2 separate regions of the Rattus norvegicus genome follow, and region 2 is linked to region 1. The links are chromatin contacts, called in public Hi-C maps. All regions are on one chromosome and are shown on one strand. The core of a region is the stretch at or near the end of the contact, and the rest is flanking DNA. Distances in the headings are between cores, read along the strand shown. Region 1 overlaps LOC108353155 (a long non-coding RNA gene). Region 2 has its middle 59 kb from the start of Syk.

The links. Hi-C and Micro-C count contacts between places; a contact is called where the count stands out from the background.
Region 2: a contact with region 1 is called in a Hi-C map of the Rat2 cell line, with 4 times the contacts expected there. The contact joins two enhancer-like sites. A contact is called at or near these places in 12 of 12 Hi-C or Micro-C datasets (the A7r5 cell line, the Rat2 cell line, Schwann cells and 7 more) and 1 of 1 datasets of contacts at active chromatin or transcription factors (oligodendrocytes).

What each region holds. Positions count from the first base shown.
Region 1 is chr17:12,427,535-12,430,234 of GRCr8, reverse strand. It overlaps LOC108353155 (a long non-coding RNA gene), which reads left to right. Exons shown (of 2, transcript XR_005495436.2): 1 at 1-1,380. Among named protein-coding and RNA genes, the nearest start is that of Nfil3, 3.5 kb to the left of the region's middle. Within about 2 kb of position 1,339, at least 1 of the 93 cell types and tissues checked has an H3K27ac peak or open chromatin away from gene starts, as enhancers often do.
Region 2 is chr17:12,752,626-12,755,342 of GRCr8, reverse strand. No RefSeq gene overlaps it. Among named protein-coding and RNA genes, the nearest start is that of Syk, 59 kb to the left of the region's middle. Within about 2 kb of position 1,427, at least 50 of the 93 cell types and tissues checked have an H3K27ac peak or open chromatin away from gene starts, as enhancers often do.

The DNA.
Region 1 (2,700 bases), core at 90-2,589:
CTGCGGGAGAGCAGTCGGTACCCTTACCTGGTACGCCACCTCTTTAGCCTCACCTTGTATCTTCTTTTTGAATCTGTATTTTATTTTTTCAGGACAGAGTTTCTCTGGGTAGCCTTGGCTGTCTGTAAATCAGGCTGGCCTTGAGCTCACAGAGGTCTGCCTGCCTCTGCCTCCCAAGTGCTGGACTTAATGGTGGGCGTTCCCACTGCTCTGCTCCATCCTATATCTTTTAATTAAAATCTGCAGAGCAGATCAAATGGTTCCTAGAGACCTGTAGGTTGGTCGTTTGCATGGTTTGTTCTCAGTTCTTCACAGGATGGGCTGGTGGTCTAGGGTGGCACTTCAGCTTTGACTTTTGAAATCCTTTATCCCACCAAACATTGACTCCTTTCCTGCCGGAGGAGTAGGGTCTGAGACTGCTGCTGTCCCCCAGCCCCTCCCCCTCCACTCCTGCCAGGCTCTTGCTTTTGTGGTTCCTTCATCCACACTTAACACAAAATATGCCTGGCTTAATTCTCCAAACGCTGATTCGGTGGTTCTGTTTTTTTGGGGGGAGGAAACTGGGTAATAAAAGAGGGTCACATACCCTAGAGAAGGGATGGTTTTATCGCACAGGAGCCAGAAGGTGAAATAGCTCTGTCCAAGCTAAGAGAGAAGGGACACTGCTTACAAGTTCTCCCCAGAGGAGAGACGTGTTTCAAAGGCTTTCCAGATGACTCAGGGATGTGTTGTAAGTGTGTTATTGCAAAAAACAAAACAAAAAAAAACCCGGAAGCATGTCTTCAAATTTAGCCACATAAGGCGCACATGTCAGGCACTAAGTGTTCCTCTGTGCATTCAGATTCAGCCGTAGATGTGGGTGGTTCAGGAGGAAGGGAGGCAAGCCCAAGGTGGCAGGAGTCAGGAGGCTCCATTAAAAATGGTGGCGGTGGGGGTGCTCCATTAAATATGGTCAGGACTTTGGAAGCAGCTGATGGCATCCATTGCAAAACACGGTAGATGGAGCAAGCCTTGCGGCGGCCGTTAACAAGTGGGACAGAGCTAGCTGGGTTTCAAAGACATGAAAGCCACCATTGTGAAATGTGCCCTAAGTGAAAACCGTCTTACTAAGAACAAGAGGTGACACATCCACTCTATGCCAAAACTCGGACCAAGACGGTGTAAACGCTTATCTACACACTTCTGTGAAGCTCTGCCCAGCGAGCTTACTGGAAGAAGACACGGCTGCCAACCAGAGGCCTGGATTCGAGAACACTCTGTACTCTGGTCTCGTCTAGGGGATCATCCAAGTCGCTGAAGGCCTTTTTCCTCCTGCAGACCAGGGGGAGTAGAAGTAGGCAATGCTGCAGAAGTGATCCTCGAGCTCCAGTCCCTGCTGAGGTATGGTAGGGAAGCTGAAGAGGTGGGCTTTGCAGAGAGGCTACTCCAGGGGGAGCCTCCTCATCCACGCCCTTCACACGGTGCCTCTGTAACACTGCACATGGGCAGACTCGGGTGACATTGTCCTCTGTAGTTTGTCTCGGGGAGTGCTGAAGAATACTCTGTCTGGCAGAGGCTCTTAAAAGCCAGGAAGCTGGGTGCTTGACCACACTTCTGGTCTTCTGAGAAGTTTCCAGTTTCATCAGCTCTGAGCAACTCTGCAGAAGTGCTTGGGGCTCAGCTGCTGCTGCATGAAGACAGTCATGCCTGCTACGGTCACGCCTGCTATACTCTCTCTCTCTCTCTCTCTCTCTCTCTCTCTCTCTCTCACACACACACACACACACACACACACACACACACACACACTCACTAGGGACATCAGCTGCAGACAATCAAGCCTGCTATTCTCTCTCTCTCTCTCTCTCTCTCTCTCTCTCTCTCTCTCTCTCTCTCCCTGTCTCTCTCACACATGCACACTCTCTGTCTCTCTCTGCCTGTCTCTGTCTGTATCTATCTATCTATCTATCTATCTATCTATCTATCTATCTATCTATCTATCTATATATCAGGCTGTGTGTCAGAATGATGGAAAATCAGGCTCTCTGGTTTTCACCAAAGGATGCCACAACAGGGCCCACTGGTGACTACAGAGATGGAAATCCCTGTCTCCATCCCAACTCCCTGACCCCACTCACCCAAGATAGGCCACTTTCCTCCATGGCTTTCCGCCTCAGTTTCCCTTCTTGGTAGGCATTTGTGAGAATAAAGTCGCTGAGGTCACCCTTGCTTAGGAAGGGGCTTGCCACACAGACTGGCATGCTTTAGGGGTTCCCACCCCTCAGCTCCATCAAAGCTCAGCCTGGGGTGGGAGGTGCAGCTGATTTGGTAGAGCGCTTGTCTACCATGCACGAGGCCTTGATCTGACCCCGGCACTGAAGCAAACTGCTGTGGTGGCTCACACTTGAAATCCCCAGCACTCAAGAGGTAGGGGCAGGAGGAGCTAGAATTCAAAGTCATCCTGGCTAGACAGGGAATTCTGGGTCACCATCTTGTTTAAAAATGAACAGATTCACAAACAACATCCAGCCTTCTTCATTAAGGAAGCTGTGTCTTCAATCAGGACATGCATACACACGCAAATACGTGTGTGTGTGTGTGTGTGTGTGTGTGTGTGTGAGAGAGAGAGAGAGAGAGAGACAGACAGACAGACAGACAGACAGACAGACAATCGACCAACTAGACATGAACAGCAATTCCATTACTTCCAGTCCTCCAATT
Region 2 (2,717 bases), core at 178-2,677, 330 kb before region 1:
ATGCACACATGTGCACATATGCATGTGCACACATACGAGCACGTAGACACATGAACACATGAACATGCATGCACACATGCATGCAGGCACACACGCCAAAGAACACAACGCCTCTGAACGACCTCAATTTAAGAGCACTGCATGCACACTAATCAACACTTGTCTTTCCACACATGGATGTGTGTGTGTAAGAGCCACAGACTTTTAAAGCTGATAGGTTTACACGTTGTGCCAATCAGTTTCCCAACCCTGTGACAAATACCCCGGAAAACCAACTTCAAAGGAGGAAAGGCTTATCTTGGCCTTGTCCCTGGAGTGAGGGTTGAAGCCTAGGCCCTTGGACAGCCTAACAAGCCAGGTCCGGCCACTTGTTTCAGTATCCAATGGAAGACACAGTGGTGCAAAGCAGAGAATGGAGACTTAGCCAATCCATTTAACCACACCAGGAATCGGAACACAGAGGGCCGTGGGCCCCCTAAGTCCATCTTCTGGGGTCCTGGCTTAAATACAGCACCAGTGATATGTCCCTGTCCAGGTGTACGCCCATCTGGCAACACGCCTCAGCTCCAGTCTCCCTGGAGAAGCACCCTGACTCACTGTAAACCTCTCACCAGGAGACCAGCTTCCCTCCCCGCTGGCGCCAGTTTCAGCCTTTTCCTTCCCCTGTCAACTCCCTGGTGTGCAACTTTGCTGCTCTGATGGCCAAAGGGAGGATGCAGGGTTCTTGTTACAGTAACTTTATTCCTGCCAGGACGTCACAGCTGTGGTCACCAACGCCACTGAATTGTGTCTGTGGTGACACAGCACCTCACAAGAGGAACACACGGTGGAGGCGGCTCCCCTCTTACTGTGGCCAGGAAGGAGAGAGAGAGAGAGAGAGAGAGAGAGAGAGAGAGAGAGAGAGAGAGATGGAAGAGGCATTCCCAACATCTACAACATCATTCCCCAATAATGTGTGTGTGTGTGTGTGTGTGTGTGTGTGTGTGTATGTGTGTGTGCACGCTTGTGTATGCAAGGGTTCCTGCTGAGGCCAGAAAAGAGTGTGTTGTAAGCCACCCAACATGGATGCTGGGAACTGAACTCTGGTCATCTAGAAGAGAAGCATATGTGCCTAACCACTGAACTGTCCAGCCACGGAGGGCCTACCTCCTAAAAGTCTAATTACCCCCTCCCCCTCCCTCGCTCCCTCTCCCTCTCCCTCTCCCTCCCCCTCCCCCTATCCCTATCCCTCTCCCTCTCCCTCTCCATCTCCATCTCCATCTCCATCTCCATCTCCATCTCCATCTCCATCTCCATCTCTATCTCTATCTCTATCTCTATCTCTATCTCTATCTCTCCTTCCTGTCCCTCTCTCTGACACACACCCCAGGGCAATAGAATCAGTAATTCCTTCAAAGAAAAAAACTTGATATCATTTGGCTCCAGCAGAGGGCGCTAGAGCATTGAGTTTGACAATTCCCAGCCGGCTCTATTTACAGCCACTTAATACTTTACAGCTTTGCAAACTGAACCCGCAGGAAGAAAAGCACTTCCAAAGTTGCCACTACCAAACCCAGGAAATGGACACCAAGACGCTCCAGCTACTGAGCTCTAATCCCACCCTTTGCTTGCTCCAGGTCCATTCCTGCCAGCCATCGCCAGGGCTGGAAGCCCACCGAGTTCTTTGCTTGTTTGCTTTTTCCTTTTTCTATTTTTTTTTTAAGCTTAGCATTTTTTTTTTTCACTGAAGCCATTAGTCACAGACCTCGGGGCTGAGTCTCTGAGGTCTGTGGGTGACTCAGTGCACCCGCGGTTGTCATCAAGCCGTGGAACAAAGAGTTCAAAATGCAGACTACTCGTAAACAACTCTTCCCTCACTGATGGAAAATAAAGGGCCAGTGTCTGGGACAGTTTCTTCCCCACAGCTCCTATCAGATGACAGCATCAATTTCTATAAATCACTGGGGCTGATGAAACCATGGGATTGCAGGTCATAAAGACTCAACTGCCTGGGAACAGGTTCTTAAGTTCTCCATGTCCCTTATGCAAGAGAGAAAGGCCTCTACCCCAGCGGGTGGGGAGCAGGTGAGGAAGCAGAAGGCTCACCACTCAGGAAAGCTCACTGCCAGACAGGAAGTAACTTTCCTGGGAAAGGGTGGGCTGGCGTCATCACTACACCAAACTGCATGGGGTTTGGCTAGAATGAACATGGAGGTTTGCAGAGCATTTCAGACAGGCCGGTTCCTCCCAATTGTAAATGTTCCAGACAGGTCGTATTCCCCACGCTGTCTCCTGCAATGGACACATACATCCCATTTCTTGTTTTGTTTTGTTTTTTTAATAGTCAACTGTGAAAAACAGAGGAGAGAGTATTTGGTTATAAAGCCACTCCTAGAGACCTCCACCCTGTGAGTGCAGCAGGGGAACCCCACAAAATGGAGACCAGAAGCTAAGCAAGCATCCTGTCAGGAAGGAGGGTAGGTCTTGGAGGGTGGAGAGATAGAGTTCTGGGAATGTGGTGCAGACACCTTGGTTGATACTTTTTCCTGTGAGCAAAACACATTTAGACAAATGCTTGTTCCAGAATGAATTTCCCTTGAAGTCAATAAGATACCCCATCTCAGTGTTTTCTCAGGAGACTGGTTTTTCTCAGTGTCCCCTCAGCTTTTTATTCTCAATTACCCCATTTACATCAGTTCTCTCCCTGATAAAACATTTCATCTGATAGGGAAACCTCC